Linked DNA regions of Gasterosteus aculeatus: region 2 is linked to region 1. The links are chromatin contacts, called in public Hi-C maps. All regions are on one chromosome and are shown on one strand. The core of a region is the stretch at or near the end of the contact, and the rest is flanking DNA. Distances in the headings are between cores, read along the strand shown. Region 1 holds the start of sox2 (SRY-box transcription factor 2). Region 2 has its middle 3.4 kb from the start of LOC120824485.

What was found. Hi-C and Micro-C count contacts between places; a contact is called where the count stands out from the background.
Region 2: a Hi-C map of whole body shows a contact between it and region 1, with 5 times the contacts expected there. The contact joins the enhancer-like site here to the promoter of sox2 in region 1. A contact is called at or near these places in 5 of 6 Hi-C or Micro-C datasets (liver, skeletal muscle, tail fin and 1 more).

Annotation. Positions count from the first base shown.
Region 1 is chr8:9,032,886-9,035,812 of fGasAcu3.hap1.1, reverse strand. sox2 (SRY-box transcription factor 2) reads right to left here and starts at 1,458. Exons shown (of 2, transcript XM_040184071.2): 1 at 1-1,458. The coding sequence starts at 912. All of the region lies in intron 3 of LOC144411368 (a long non-coding RNA gene), which reads right to left.
Region 2 is chr8:9,129,735-9,132,661 of fGasAcu3.hap1.1, reverse strand. No RefSeq gene overlaps it. Among protein-coding and RNA genes, the nearest start is that of LOC120824485, 3.4 kb to the left of the region's middle. Within about 2 kb of position 1,556, at least 2 of the 9 cell types and tissues checked have open chromatin away from gene starts, as enhancers often do.

The DNA.
Region 1 (2,927 bases), core at 209-2,708:
GTAGTGCCCGGACATGTGTAGCCTGGTCTGGGCGGACTGCTCGCTGACCTCTGCCCCGGGCAGATACATGCTGATCATGTCCCTCAGATCCCCGCTTTGGCAGCCCGGGCCGGCCCGGTGGGACGACGAGGTGACGACGGGCGGGCTGGAGCTGCTGGACTCGGACTTCACCACCGAGGAGGGCCCCATGGAGCCCAGGGCGGTCATCCCCGGCGTGCCCTGCTGGGAGTAGGACATGGAGTATGTCGGGGAGCCGTTCATGTAGCTCTGGGAGCTGGCCATGGTGTTGTACTGCAGGGCGCTCATGTCGTAGCGGTGCATGGACTGCATCTGGCCCGGGTTGTGCGCGTTCAGCCCGGGGTGCTGGTAGCTCAGCTGGTCCTGCATCATGCCGTACCCGCCGTTGGTCCAGCCGTTCATGTGCGCGGCGTAGCTGTCCATCCGCTGGTTCACCCCGCCGCCCAGCCCGGCCCCGACCCCGACGCCGACGCCGGCTCCCATCCCGTTGCCTCCCGCGGACAGCAGCCCGCCGGGCAGGGTGTACTTGTCCTTCTTCATCAGCGTCTTGGTTTTCCGCCGGGGCCGGTATTTGTAATCCGGGTGCTCCTTCATGTGCAGGGCCCGCAGCCTCTTGGCTTCGTCGATGAAAGGTCTCTTCTCGCTCTCCGACAGAAGTTTCCACTCCGCGCCCAGCCTCTTGCTTATCTCCGAGTTGTGCATTTTGGGGTTTTCTTGCGCCATCTTCCTCCTCTGGCCCCGGGACCACACCATGAAGGCGTTCATGGGTCTCTTGACCCGCTCCGGGCTGTTTTTCTGGTTGGGGCCGGTGCCGGACGTGTTGGTGTTGCCCGGGCCCCCCGTGTTGGTCTGGGGAGCCGGCGGCTTCAGTTCAGTCTCCATCATGTTATACATCGGGAACAGCTTTCAGTTGGGGCTCCCGCGCAGAGGGGGGGGAAAAATAAAAAGGAAAACAACAACAACAATAGCAACCACCCCGCTCACGCGCGCACGTACACACACACACACACAGAGAGAGACAAACTCCACAAGCCAGAGGCGGGACAGTGAGGGGTGAACGGGCTGCTGCTAAAAAAAAAAAGTTACCTTTCGATTTTTTCTCTGCAACTTTTTCTCTGGACAACAAAAAAAAAACAAGCACCCGAGCCGCGTCTCCTCTGTCTCACCCTCTGTCTCTCTCTCTCTCTCTCTCTGTCTGTGTCTGTCTCTTCCGCTCGGTGAGTGCTTTTCAGAGCGCGCGGGTGACGAAGAGCCTCCTCCCGAAAGGTCCCTCGCTAGGTTGTGTCCACAGAACTTCTCCAGCCGCTCCTCCGAAAAAGAATCAACACACTGTACTTTTCGCCCTCCGTCCGCCTGAGCCTTGACAACTCCAGATAGTTTTTGAACAAGTTAATAGACAACCATTCATGTGACGGGGCTGTCAGCGAATAAATGGCTTCGAGGCGGCCAATCAGAGCCGGCCCGCTCCCTCTGACACGCCAATGGGAGAGACGAATTAGCATAAATGGGCGGGGTCTGCTCTGCCCCAACGCACACACGCATACTTGCGATATCAGACCGTCCATATGAGCCAATGTAAAGTGCAAATATACCATCCGCAGGCTCGTGGGGATGTTTCTATGAGAATGTATGCACGCGGTTTACAAACGTTTTCTTATATTTTATACAGGGAGTTTCAACGTTTGTCGGCAATTGTCGAATGGCAGTTTCGTTTTGCACACTCAAACGAGCAAATTACGATTACAAACTTTAATAATGAACACAAAATATATGTTTAAAGGCTAAAAAAATTCTGACGTGTTCCGAGATGTTTTCTATTTAAACGCGCAGTCTAAAACGCCTAAATCCCCAAAGGTCACAAATCAAAACGGTGACATGAAATTAGATTAGAATAAAATAGATAAAAAAGTGTTCAACAGAGTCCTTGAATGTTGACATGAATGGTGTCAGTGTCAACTTGTGTAGAACAGCATTGTTCTCACATTAGGTCCCGCCCGTGACCCGTCTGTTGTTCAAAATCAAAAAGTAACTAATGCCCCCACTTAAGGCCCCAATAACATAACAAGACTTAAATAAACTTTGTTAGTTAACTCAAAGCATTGAATGGCGGTGTTAGAGTGTGAATGTGTGTGTGTGTGTGTGTGTGTGTGTGTGTGTGTTAGGGGGCTGGTTGCCACGACTGGATTTTTAGCGTTGAAAAGAGGAAAGGTAATCCAAGATGCCCCCCCCCCCCCCCCCCCCCCCCCCGTCCTTTTGTTTAGTGAAGTTGAATGCCAGCACACAGAAGGCAGACGGGGCTCATCTCAGCACAAATAAGCGGTTTTTGTTTGGGATGTTGTCGCTACATCTGTCCGGACAAAGACCCAACTCCACTCCACTTCCACCGCCACAGTGCTGCTGTTGTGGCCGGGGTTTTGTAGGTGGAGGGGGGGGGGGGGGGGTAAAGGTGAGGAATATGTTAAGATAAAGTGTGCTTGAACAAAAGCCACGGCTCATTCATCTGAGCCCGAACAGGCGTGTCGGCCAATTAGTGTGAGCGAGAAGGTGTCGACTCACTCTATTCGGGATCAAACCGACGCGACTGCGAATATTATCAGAGGGATAAAAAAAAAAGAAGCAACTCCTCGTCTTTAAATCAGAAACAATTCCCTCGTAGGGTTTTAATGTCGGACAACTAAAGTTAGCAGGGTTGGGAGTTCTGGTGCCACTGGCTGTGCTCCGTTTCCTGAATCCCCATCTAAAGACCGGGCGTCCTGCTGCGTGGCACCAGCGCCGACCACTGGACAAAAGAGGAACTGCAGGCAACCCCAAAAGCCCAGACAGGTTTATCTATTTTCATGGAATGGCAGATGACTTTAGTCCAGTTAAATGTATATTTATATGTGTGTGAAATGCAGCAAACAATAAAT
Region 2 (2,927 bases), core at 307-2,806, 97 kb before region 1:
AAGTGACAAGAAAGCAGAAGGCTGAGTAAAGCAGGAGGGATGGAGTGAAAGAAGGAACGGAGAAAAAGAGGAAGAGGAGCTGGGCAGTATGGCGTAGGAAGGGAGGAAAGGAGGAGGGAAGGAGGGAAGGAGAGCCGCTGGTCACACATCAAGGCCTGCAAACAAAGAAGCCAAGAACTCTCCTTCCTCTCCTTCCTGCATCCCTCCATCTCAACAAACACAAGTTTCTTTTCTCACAGGAAGAGAGTGAATCCAATGCTGCGGCTGCCTGACGGAGCGGTTAGCTCATCTTAGCATCAAGGTGTGAATATTATTTTCACTAACGATATAGAGGCGCTCAAACATCGTCTATATCGTGTTGTGGCTGCTTAAAAACCCATGCAGGCAGTTGTCAGTGGCTGAGTTGTGACTGTGATGAACAGGAAACTAAAATAATGGTAAAATGGTATGATTAATGTAAAAAAGGGAATCCACAGATTTAGATTCAGTTAAAAAGTAATGCAAAACTTTATAATAGAGCCTAATGTTTGTGTATTTTGTTTGTATTACCAGCCTAAATTTCAGCACACAATGAAGCAAAATCCAAAGTTTGGATAAGTGCGACATGTCTACTAACTGATTTAGCATTGAAATAGAATTCAACAAGTGATTTAAGAAGGTGAAATATTATGTACCAACGTGGAACTAAAAGGACAACAAACATAAACAACTGCTCTAAATTAGTATAGTATATACTATATGTAAAGTATACAGTTTTTTTTATCAGTGTTGCCCACATACTTTTACTGTATTTCCCCAGTTCTATTGACATTATGTCTAAATTTGCTGTACTTTAAACTTCAATCACTGATACTTTTAGCGTTGGCTCAGACTAAAATGTCGCATTGATAATACAAATTTTACCAATAATGTGAAACATGGCAAATTGCTACTTCCGCGTCACTAATAACAGTTATTACCAATCAAAAAGTAAGTTGGCGTCTTTGTGGTATCATCACCTCTCGGAGATTGAAGTTGAATTGTCAAAAAACTGCATCCCACCTCCGTCAATCTGACTGATCTTCACCAGAGTTATTCATCATCTTCCCACACTACACTTTGGTATCTATAGTGACAAAATGACAGTTTAATTCACTTCCCACTGCTCTGATTCGGAACTCTGAACACAGTTCGTTTCTCACAAGAAAAGAACCTCACACATCTGTAAACACGCTGCAGTTTAAGTAAACGCCGCAACGAGTGCGTACAAATACTGCCGCGTAGTCACATGACAACATCGCGTCCTACTAACCTATCCACCACTGTGTGTTTTCCTTCCGGTTGCTAACTTTTGTGGGACTCCCATGAGCCCTTGCCTCCTTGTGCATCACCTCTTCTCCTTCCACACCTCCTCATCAACCCCTCCTCCCCCCTCTTCCCTCCCTCCCTCCCTCCCTCCCTGCATAGCACCTCCTTATCCCAATCAACCCTCCTGCTCCCTGCATTCCTCCCTCCTGATGTCAGACTCTAAATGAACCACAGTGTGAGCGTGTGTGTGCGTGAGTGTGTGTGCGTTTTCATGTGTGCTAAAGGGTCAGGCTTGGTTGCCAGGACGATAGGCCCTCCAACAGCTTTCTGCTCCGACGCTTTGAGCCGTGAGCTCTCCTCAAAGCATCATGGGAAAACAATTAAAACCCTCTCCAAATCTCTCGCCCTCCTTCTCTCTCTTTCCCTCTCTCTTCCTTCCCTCCGTTTCTTTCTTTCAGACACTCTTCACTCTTGAGTTTCTGCATGAATTGGAAGCAAGTTCTTTATTGTGTTTTCCACCTGAGATGTTTCTTATGGGAGGATATCGTTGGGCTTAACTCTAAACGGCAAAGTCTGAAGGCTGTGTGTGTGTGTGTGTGTGTGTGTGTGTGTGCGTGCTTGTCTAGTTTCAATTCAATCGTTGCGCTCTGTATTTCATTTATTTTGAATCTAAGGCCCTTTGTGACTTTGTGAATGGAGTTAATAATGCTATTCTTATTAGTTTTCACTTAAGGTAAACAAATGACTCCTACTTTATTGATTTGACCAGATTCACAGTGCAGAGTTTGATTATTTTATGTTAATTTTAATAAGATTGCTCTTCTACATCCTCCACTGCTATGCAGGAAAGGCCTGTATGGGTTCTAGTTAAAGATCTCCATTGGGACGCTAAATAAAGGTGTATCGGACACCAACAGTATCTTTAACGGCAAAAGCATCACTTGCTCAGGACCCGGCAGAGGGGCTTGCACATAGTTCTATGGTTCTATTTTTTACTAAATTGTTTTAATGTTGCCAACGGCCGCACACAAAACAGAGACACAATACACAATGTGTGAACAATGCATAGGAAAATCTATGACAGGAATATGGAGGAAACGAGACAAACAAAAGGGCAGTGAACAAAACGCAAAAACAAACAAACGTAAAATAGATAGTTGGACGCCTTAACAAAATTGTTGTTTTTTTAGTTTTTGGGAATGATATTTTAAGCCTTCTTATTCAGGCAGGAGCAGCTGTGAGCTGAGGAGAGAATGAGAAATTCCTTAATTGTAACTGGGATCAAACCATAGGATGTTGCAATGACTCATCCTAAACCCAGAGGCCACCTGATATATCCCAGAATGCTTTGCTTCCTGAGCTCCAATCAAAGCAGTTGTGCGTCTGTGAAGGTCCATCTCAACCATCCCGGTGATAAGTTCTGAATGTTTAAAAAACATTTAAAACAGTGGAAAGGGAGAACTAAATGTGCAATTAAACCAATCGGGTTTTCTTAATTACATACAGAACAACGCGTCTATATTCGACGCAGGCTTCCCCCGAGTGTCACTATAATAACATTCACAGCACAACGTGGTTTTAACAGGTCATAGTTACAAAGTCAAAAGGTGGGACCAAAAGTCAGGGTCCGAGCTCGCTCA